Linked DNA regions of Hordeum vulgare: region 1 is linked to region 2. The links are chromatin contacts, called in public Hi-C maps. All regions are on one chromosome and are shown on one strand. Each heading gives the region's core, a stretch centred on a gene start, on an enhancer-like site or on the middle of the called end of the contact. The rest is flanking DNA. Distances are from core to core; before and after follow the strand shown. Region 1 has its middle 33 kb from the start of LOC123430515. Region 2 holds the start of LOC123430511 (peroxygenase-like).

Region 1 (5,054 bases), core at 798-3,297, 320 kb before region 2:
ATCATCAGATGTTGTCGCCTAACTTCCACAGTGCGCCATCCTTTGTTGTCTCTGACTCATAGCTGGGCTTTTCCACCGTGAATAGAACACATATGGTGGTATAAATTCTAGGACAAGAAGCTCGAGTGATGTTCACACTATTCAGGAAAGGTCAGTAGAATTAGGAGTGGAGAAAATGTTTTGGTGGAATCCCGTGCTAATTGAATAGTGTCTCAAATATTTTGTATTGCCTTTGTCTCTCCCATCTATATCTGACAAAAATCAGGATTAGATGGACACTTTCGCAACTACCCGTCCTCTCTCTCCCTATCTTTCTTTCTCTCCCTGCCAGATCAAGAAGCAACGATAAACAATTGTTCTCACCATTCCTCTCATTCCCTTCCTGTAGCCGAACAAAAACAAATATGATACGCACCTGGCGGAGAGAAGAGTTGTAGCCGAATAGAGGAAGGTAGTAAATCATCCTTCCATCCATGCAAGTTAACCAAGTCAGAACAAAAACTGAACCAAATCAACCTGGTCGGAATAGATCGGGCCGTCAGCCCATCACCGCACAACCCTAGAGGATGCACTCGTGGAGATGAAAGTCGCCACCTGCCGGAACCGTCGCCTTCCTTCCTGGTCGGCGCATTGGCTCATTGTTGGCGGAACACCGCCGAAGGTCGCGTAGCTCCCATACCCAGCTGCAGCATAAACCTTCCTCGCAGGTTCATGTGGAGCAGCCGAGCAGGTGCTTTGTTGCCATCAGCAAACGGGCGGTGGTGGTACCGAGGAGGAGGTGCTGGTTTCCCGTGTCCGGGGCTTTCACGCGGTCGTGCCGAAGTGGGAGAGAAGATCGGGGATTTCCTCCACAAAAGTGGAAGAATTGATCGTTGTGAAGGCACGAGGAGGAGAGAGGAAGTAGGAGAGAAGATAGGCGGCTTAGACCTCGACACCGGTTGGTGCTAGGAAGATGAGGGAAGTGGGAGAAACTGACGTTCGTGGGCTTCTCGATCGTGCGCAGAAGAAGGGCGTACAGGAATGTGAAAAAACCGTAAGGCCTTGTTTGGTACTAGTGTATTTTAGGGGATTTATGGGGATTATCCCGATCAAACCCCTCAATCCCCACATTTCCCAGAACACCATTTGGTTCTAGTGTATTTGACTTGTTTCATCCCCACATTTCCTCTCAAATCCCCAAATTATAGTGCATTTTTCTCAATACCCAATACACTACCCCTACCTAGTGTATTGGGGATAAATGGGGATTTGAAGGAATTGGGTGAAGGTTGGGGTTTCACCCAATCCCTTGGGGGATTATCCCCACCAATCTTCTCAAAAACACTAGTACCAAACAAGGCCTAAGTGGGAGGCATATCGGTACGGGAGAAAACCACGAGAGAGAGAGAGGGGATGTGCGTACATAGATCGAGGTGAGGTCGAACCATCGAGGTGGGGAGGTAGAGGGTGTTTTTCTCCTCTGAACCGGATTGGTTTATGGAGGGATGGAAACTGGATTGGTTATGGAGGGATGGAAAAAATCGATGGAACTGCTAGCGGTGGCAGTGCTAGCGACGGGGATCTGTCGTGGTCGAACCATCACAACGGACGACAGATCCTCCTTTAATAATAGAGATTACAAGGGTATGGTTAGGTCTCGGTCGAATAAAGTCTTATAGAGATTTTAATATAAATTACATAAAAATAAAATAAATAAATGAAAAACTATGAACTATGCCTATACATATGTATGTAAAATCATTAAAGAAATATCTAAAAAGACTTATAATTTGAAACAAAGGAAGTAGTATATAAGATGAAAAAAAAGAAACGTTAAAAGAAATTATACGAATCTTTATGCAAGATCAAAGAGATATAGATATCACGAAGTTTCAGTCGACTGAACACAGCAAAGATACTGCTAGAAAACTAGACCCTGACGACAACTAAAACTTTTACAAAAATGTTTGATTTTGCATGCTAAATAGTTGGTGTTTGATTTGTAGCGAAATACAATGCGATTGGATGCAGCCATAGATTGTTTGTACTTGAGGCCCAGTTTTGTCAGCATTCTTCAATGTTTATGGGCCATGGCTCGACATTTAACTTCGATACTCATACGCTTGGAGCGGGTAAGGGCGGCCCACTTAGCCAATTTGCTGTGTTTGTTTCCCTGCCATGAAGCAGGAGAGATCCTGTTGGGAATCTCCTATTCTCCGCATTTTGTGGAAGTGGTAGAGGCTCTGCCCATTGGGGGGGGGGGGGGGTGTCATCCGATAATTCTAACTTGCAAAATGGCCCGTGCGTCGTCACGGAAGAAAAAAATTTATAATCTCCAATGATGGTGACCACATTATGTTCACATATCATCGCTTGATTTAGAAATTTTATGCACAAATGCAAGAAAATGTTTCTTTTTTAAAATTTATTCACAAGTTGAAGCAATCTTTACATTTTCAAAATATACTCCCTCCGTTCCAAAATATAAGACCTTTTAGGGATTCCATTACAAGACTATATACGGAGCAAAATGAGTGAATCTATACTCTAAAATATGTCTATGTACATCCGTATGTAGTTTATAGTGCAATCTCTAAAAGGTCTTATATTTAGGAACGGAGGGAGTATATATCATGGTTGTCAAAAATCTTGGTAACTCAAAGATTTATTCTGAATTTCAAGATTTTTTTTAGAAAACATACAATAATAATCCGATCCATTCAATAGTTAATTTTTCAAAATTCACACAGGTATATTGTCACAAAGACTTGGAAGCATTAATGTTTAACTACACACATTAGATCTTTCGTAAACAAATTTATAAATATGGTAACAATTTTAAAATCGAGAACATTTATTACAATTTACAAACATTTACTAAAAATCATGCATAATTTTTATATTTTGAACGGGTTTAAATATTTTCTTTTGAATTGGCGACCAATTCAAGAAAAGATAAACATAATTTTTGATGTTGGAGGATTTTATTTTAAATTCACAAACATTTTTTGAAACGCATGAAGTTTTTCTGAATAAACAAAAAAAAATATAAATCAGTAATATATTTATTAAATTCATGGACATTTTTTTGGAATTTGCAAAAATAATATAAAAACCCGGCGCTTTTTTGAATCCTATTTTTAATTCAAACTAAAAATTTGTCAGCATTTTAATTTAAAATTCCTATTTTATGATATGCAAAAGTTTTGTAATTCTAAATTATTTAAATTATAAATAAACAAAAATTGAACAGAAAATATTAAATAAAAAAATTTATCAAAACAGGCATTAGCTATTTTTAAAATTTTAGGACATTTTTTAAATGCATTAACATATTTTGAATTTGAAAACATTTTGTTAAATGCCTTTAATAATTTTTAATACATGGAATTGTATTTGAGATCATGGACTATTCTTATTGTACAAACATTTTTCGAAAATTGCAAACATTTTATTGTATATGCAAGCATTTTTTACAAAACTCCGAGCAGTTTTAGAAGTCTCAAACATTTTAATTTTTTAAATATGTTGATTTATAATTTTCAGTTTATTAAAAATTTAAATATTATTTGAAGTTCTAAATTATTGAAAATAAAAAAAATAAAACGGAACTGAAAATAAGTAAATAAACGGAACTAAAAGCAGGCGCCTGTGCATGGGCCGGCCCATACGGTGTGCTGGATATTCTCCCAGCATGCAGAGCGTAATATAGGATATTTTTATGTGGGCCGGCCGAGTCTAAGATTTTTCGCTTTGTGAAACGTTTTCTATTACTTACCGGTGACATGGTGGGTAATTTATGCAAACTTTAGGGGTAATTTCCACCACGGACGAATAGAAACCGTATTTGCTTTATTATTAGGAAGAGATTGGGCCAACCCACTCAAGCAGAACATTTTCAGACGGTTTTGCTGGTTTGGGAAACCTTCTATAGGTTTCCAGCCAGTTTTTTCTGGTTTTTGAAAACTTCTAGAAAATTCCCTCAACCAGATTTTCTTTTTTTCTTTTTTCTTTTCTCTTTTCCTTTTCTGTTTCTTTTTTTCTGTTTCTATTTCAAAAAATGTTCTCGGTTTTCAAAAAAAAAGTCTGGATTGCAAAAAATGTTCTTCAAATTCAAAAAATATTTTTTCTTTTTTCAAAAAATCCTCAATTTCAAATAGTTACCGTTTTTAAAAAACATTTATAACTGCGATAAAAATGTTCGGTTTTTCAAGAACATGTTCAGTATTTTCAGAAAATGTTTGTTATTTTCTGAAATTTTTTGAAATAAAAAACTTTTGTTCAATTTGTAAACTAAGTTCATGTTTGAAAATTATTCTTAAAGCTTTAAAAATATTCTTACTTTTGAAAATATTCCAAACTTCAAAACAATTGTCGTTTTCCAAACTTTGTTCATAAATTCAAAAAATGTTCTTGATTTAAAAAATCTTCAAATTCAAAAAACGTCTATGATTTTTAAGAATATCTTCTAAATTTGAAATAGTTGCCGTTTTTCAAAATTATTAATAACTTCAAAATTGTTCAGGATTTTCAATAAATGTTCGGTATTTTCCAAATTTTGTTTAATTTTGAAAACAAGTTTGTGTTTCTAAATTGTTTTAAAATTTCGAAAAATCTTCTTTGTTTTAAAAAATGTTTCAAAATTCAAGAAGATGACATTTTTCAAACATTGTTCGTAAATTCGAAAAATGACCTTGAAATTAGAAAAATGTTTTGCTTCAAATACGAAAAAAGGAAAAAGGAAAGAAAAACGAACCAAAAAAGGAAAAAAGAAAGGAACTAAAAAGAAAGAAAAAGGAACAAAAAAAGGAAAATAGAAAATATGAGATTTTCTTAAGACCAAAAAAACTGGGCAAGCCCAGTCAGACGACCCCCTTGTGCGTCCGATGAACAGTTTGCCGCAACGAGCGACGCATAGAAGGTCCCCTCCTGTTGGATGCATGTGTGTTCAATAGTTGAGCTTTGGTTGAACGGAGCATAAATGGGCCGACCCATTCAGAGATGTTCGATGTAAAATTTCACGAAAAAGAAATGCGGATCCATCCAAAGACGTTCAATGGAGTCGAACCATACAC
Region 2 (5,066 bases), core at 632-3,131:
TCAAAAGTAGGTCAACATGTTTTACATTGTATAAACATTTTTAATATCACAAACATATTATTGGACACGTGTACTTATGTAAAATTCATAAATATTATGCTGAATGTTACAAAAAAAAAATTGCACTAAAAGAAATAATTTAGATTGTATAAACATATTTTCCGGAATGTGATGAACATATTTTTAATGTGTGTGAATGGATTTGAAAGGGCAACATTTTTTTCAATCACGCAAATATATTTTTATATTTTAAAACATGTTTTTTAAATGTCACAACTTTTTAAACATGTGTATATTTCTAATGTTTTGAAAAATAGGGTACTCTAAAAAGTTATAAAGTTATTCGGATATTCTTAACACCACATTAACATTTTTGAATGAAGGATGAACGTTTGTAAACATTTAGGAAAATATATTGTGAAATATTTGTACGTATTTTTTAAAAAAAATAAGTAGGAGATCAATAAATGTCACACATGTGACACAAACACATGGTAATTTTGAATGCCTTTCTATGGCAAATCCAGTGACTCGAGATTGGCAGTGACCCGAGAATGACAACTTTTGTTTGAATGATAAGTTTTAGTTTTGGTTTATTTTTGACAATTTTAATTGTGAGAACGTCGAATTGAAATTGATTCGTGACACGTGGCACTCATCATTCGGAAAGAAGTATCTATATGTATACCTGCTAATAAAGGAACTATTGCTTCTGTCCATACGTCATTAATACTACCCTTAAGGTTAACAAAAATTATCCACTATGCCACCCTTAAGTAAAGAAAACGTGTCAAAAAAGAAATCCAAAGTCGCCACGTACTTTGCTATTATAAAGGGATTATACTGATGCCTCTTTAACAGATACGCACGACCATCATAGTGGCTAAGGCGTGCTTTTCTTCAATCTCATTATGTTATCTTCCTTCTTTAAATTAATTCGGGATTTTCAAATTTCAAAAGTGTGAGTTCTAAAATATTATTTGAGAAATTATAAAAAATGTATGTGAATTCATTTTTTTAGTAAATCATAAAAGTTTCTTGGATTTAAACAATAATAGTTTATTTGTAAAATAATCATGATTTGAAAAAATAGTCGGGAAATGATCATGCTCATGTTTGTCATTTTTTTGAGAAAATCCAAAATTTAAAATAAATGACGATTTAAAAACTGTTCACTAATTCAAAGTCTTTTATGTCTAGGATTTTATTAGATTTTCGAAATTCTTTATATGTATAGATGTGGGAGTAGTTCGTGGTCGATGAGATTTGTTTTTAAAGTTTTAAATAATCTCTTACGCGACATAATGACAAGTGTGGCGTACAGTGGTAAGATAATAGCCTTGAAATTTAGTACGTTGAATGTATTGTGATCACGTGAACAAGGCGATCACCATAAAAGAAGGTAGGAGAGAAAGTTAAGTGGTAACATGATGAGCCACCATGTTAAAATAGATGATGCTCATATGTGAGGTATTGAGTCAATCCTCAATAAAAATGACACATATATGGTTATGGCGCATAAAATATTTGTCTTCGATTGCAACGCACGAACATGTTTTTTTAGTGTAGATTAAAATATAAACACCGGCTGATGTGCGTGCTTTTGGGCCTTGCACATGTATTTAAAAAGCACCAGATGCGACGGTACGTACCTTTTCGCCAGAGGCGAGACAAAGCCGTCCCGGCTCGACGAGGAACTCAAGCCCTCGAGATGCCTTGAGAAACCTCCGGACACGACGATTCCTCGGTGCGTTGTAGGCGCGCCCAGCGACACGTTACGGCCGAGCAGGGCCGCACCACCATGCACGCGCCCACGTCGTGCCGCCGCCGCCACGTCCCGCTGCTCCGTGCCGCTTTATATGGCCGCGCGGCCTCGGCGCCGCCTCCCACACTGTAACCTCGGAAGCAGAAGCAGCTCTCCAGTCCACAGTCTAGGAGCTTTCTCCACGATTCCACCCACGGTTCATCGGTCGCCGCCCGGTTCTGGTGCGCCGCAAGTAGCAGAGCGGCGGAGATGGCCACCAAGGCGCGCAAAGTCGAGGTCCGTGACGCGAGCAGGGCGGAGGGGAAGGGCGACGCCGCGGACGTCCACGTCCTCCGTGAGGCGATGAGGGCCGACGGGAAGGGCGACCACGACACCGCCGGCGGCCCGAACAGGGCGGACGGGCATGGCGACGCGGGCGGCAGGGTCGGGGACTCCCGGGGCGTCGACGGGAAGGACTCTCTGAAGATGGTCGCGCTGCAGGCGCCGGTCACCGTTGAGCGCCCCGTCCGCGGCGACCTCGAGGAGCACGTCCCCAAGCCCTGTAATTAAGCGACGCATACATAGATCTGCCATTTCAGTTCTTCACTGGCATATTATGATCTGAATAATTGTGCTGAGCAGATTTGGCGAGGGCTCTGGCGGCGCCGGACATGTACCACCCGGAGGGGACGACGACGGATGACCACCAGCACCACAACATGAGCGTGCTGCAGCAGCACGTCGCCTTCTTCGACCGCGACAACAACGGCATCATCTATCCCTGGGAAACTTACGATGGTACCACGCTTGTTACTTTATGTGTATATATATACAGTCGCACCGCTCTTCGTCTTGATTTGTGATTTCAGGTTCGGCTAGCGCAGATATATACACCAGGTGTATATGATTTAACGGTTGATGATGTGCGTAGGATGCCGTGCGGTTGGGTTCAACGTGTTCATGTCTGCCTTCATCGCGTTTCTGGTGAACCTGGTCATGAGCTATCCCACCCTGCCCGTGAGTGAACTACGTCCGAGACCTAGAGAGGAATTAACTTCAGAAATCACACCGTGCTTCATTCAATCTTTGTATGTATTGATTTGACTGCGGTTTGTGGCTGTGCAGGGGTGGCTGCCGAACCCCCTCTTCCCGATTTACGTCCACAACATCCACAAGAGCAAGCACGGAAGTGATTCGGGGACCTATGACAAAGAGGGCCGGTATGTTATACTATATACTTATGACCACTGTTAATCTTGTACTCACGGCGGGGTGGGAGTTAATTGCAAAAAACCATCACATTGAAGCGAACTTCTGCGGAGAACACCCTTTTACGCATTCATTGCAGAAAACACATAAAAATCATCTACTATTTTGCAAAAAATACAGTTTTAAGCATGATTATGACATGTGGGTTCCATTTTCGATGACGTGGCGCATGGATCCGTCATTAACGCCGTCGCTAGCTCCGTCGGCGCGCTGACTCGGTCAAAACAGATTCCATCCGGTCGCTATTCTGTCGGTCCTTCCCCCTCTCAAAGTCCCTGTTCCATTTGAGGAGGAGGACGAGGAGGATGGGGAGGCCGAGGTAGTCTCTCTGCCCGGGGTGGCGTTCGACTCCATGCGCCGGACCCCGTCGTACCAGCGCCGTCTGCAAGACTTTCGGACGGGCCGTGCGTTTCACCTCCTCGATCTCAACGCCCCTGTTTCTGTTGGAGAGGAGGATGCGGATGGCGGTGTTCGACTCCATGCGTCGGACCTCGCCGTACCGAACTACTTGGAGGCAGGATTCCTTCAATATTTTCGAATGGGCCGCATCACATTCGATATGGTATGCAACGAGCTCGTCCCCAAGAACACGGGGCCCGTCCAGCTATCCTCGTGCGTGTGGCGGCTAGCCATGGGGGAGGTGCTCCGGCGAGACAGTGAGGACATGACAGAGAGCGATCGATAGATAGCGGCGGGATGGAATCGGTTTTGATGGAGCCAAACAAATCTAGCATCGGCATTAGTGACGGATCCATACGTCGCGTAATCGAATCCACATGTCATAGTGGAGCGCCAATTTAAAACGCTCCAATCGACTGGTTTGTGTTTTTTGCAAAAGTTTAGGCGATTTCTTGTGTTTCCGCAACGAATGCGTAAAATGTGTTTTTCGCAAACGTTCGCTTCAATGCGATGGTTTTCTGCAATGTGGCGGCCAATGTGAAATGCGTGTGGTGTTGTGCAGGTTCATGCCGGTGAACTTCGAGAACATCTTCAGCAAGTACGCCCGCACGTACCCGGACAGGCTGAGCTACAGGGAGATGTGGCGGATGACGGAGGGGTGCCGGGAGGTGTTCGACTTCTTCGGCTGGTAACTGCCTAGGCACTCGACGATCAGCATGAATTGACCTTCGATCTCAGTCGGCTATGATGTTGTATAACTAACTGGTGTGAGATGGATGGATGCAGGGTGGCGATGAAGCTGGAGTGGTCGATCCTGTACGCGCTGGCGCGGGACGACGAAGGGTACCTGTCGAGGGAGGCCATCCGGCGCATGTACGACGGCAGCCTCTTCGAGTACATGGAGAGGCAGCGCATGGAGCACGTCAAGATGTCCTAGTTCATATTCGGGTACTGTGAGGTGTGAGCTGTATACGCGACGGTGGATCTCAGTTGGTGTAGCGTATGTAGAACAGACCACAGATCAACGTGGGGGTGCCGCCACTGGTTGTGGTGAAACATAAATAACGTGATATGCCGTGCTTGTATGTTTAGCCCCGTCTTTCCCTGGTTCCTCTCTTCCCCTGGTAGAGAACGTCGATACGAGATAAGGGCGTCTTAGAGCAACTACAATAGTAGAGCCGGTTGCCGGCTGTAAGCTCATGCCATGTCATATATAGCCCATCTTATAGCTAACATGTACAATAGTTGGTTAGAAGAGTGTACTACTTATTTATTATATGGTCCACCTTTCATTCTCACAAAGTGCCTAGGAGCACGTGTTAGAGCTGGCTCTTAGCTAAGAGCCTGCTTACCTTCTCTCTCCTTTTCTTTCTCCTTCAACTAAGAAAAATATACTACTTTATTCCTTATAGCCAGCTAACTAGCTCTATTGTACTTGCTCTTACCTTACCTACCGGAGTCCCCTTCCCGACCCATCCAAAAAAAGACGGAGGCCGCGTTTAAAGCATTGCTTCCGCAAAGATGAAGCCGGCGCTTTTGTAGCAAAGGATCAAAATCCTTCACTTCTTTTATTGGATCAAAATCCTTCACTTCTTTTATTCTTGCTCTTGCTCCCCGCTTATTTTCCGTTGTTTCTCCCACTTCTCTCCTTCCG

Evidence for each region. A called contact is a pair of places that touch in the nucleus more often than the background predicts.
Region 1: a contact with region 2 is called in a Hi-C map of leaf, with 5 times the contacts expected there. The contact joins the enhancer-like site here to the promoter of LOC123430511 in region 2. A contact is called at or near these places in 2 of 6 Hi-C or Micro-C datasets (leaf and seedling).

What each region holds. Positions count from the first base shown.
Region 1 is chr2H:556,307,439-556,312,492 of MorexV3_pseudomolecules_assembly, reverse strand. No RefSeq gene overlaps it. Among protein-coding and RNA genes, the nearest start is that of LOC123430515, 33 kb to the left of the region's middle. Within about 2 kb of position 2,047, at least 2 of the 3 cell types and tissues checked have open chromatin away from gene starts, as enhancers often do. A contact at or near this core is called in leaf, where this site is marked.
Region 2 is chr2H:555,990,257-555,995,322 of MorexV3_pseudomolecules_assembly, reverse strand. It overlaps LOC123430511 (peroxygenase-like), which reads left to right and starts at 1,881. Exons shown (of 6, transcript XM_045114378.1): 1 at 1,881-2,306; 2 at 2,387-2,542; 3 at 2,676-2,761; 4 at 2,870-2,964; 5 at 3,975-4,100; 6 at 4,199-4,503. The coding sequence starts at 2,015. The coding sequence ends at 4,349.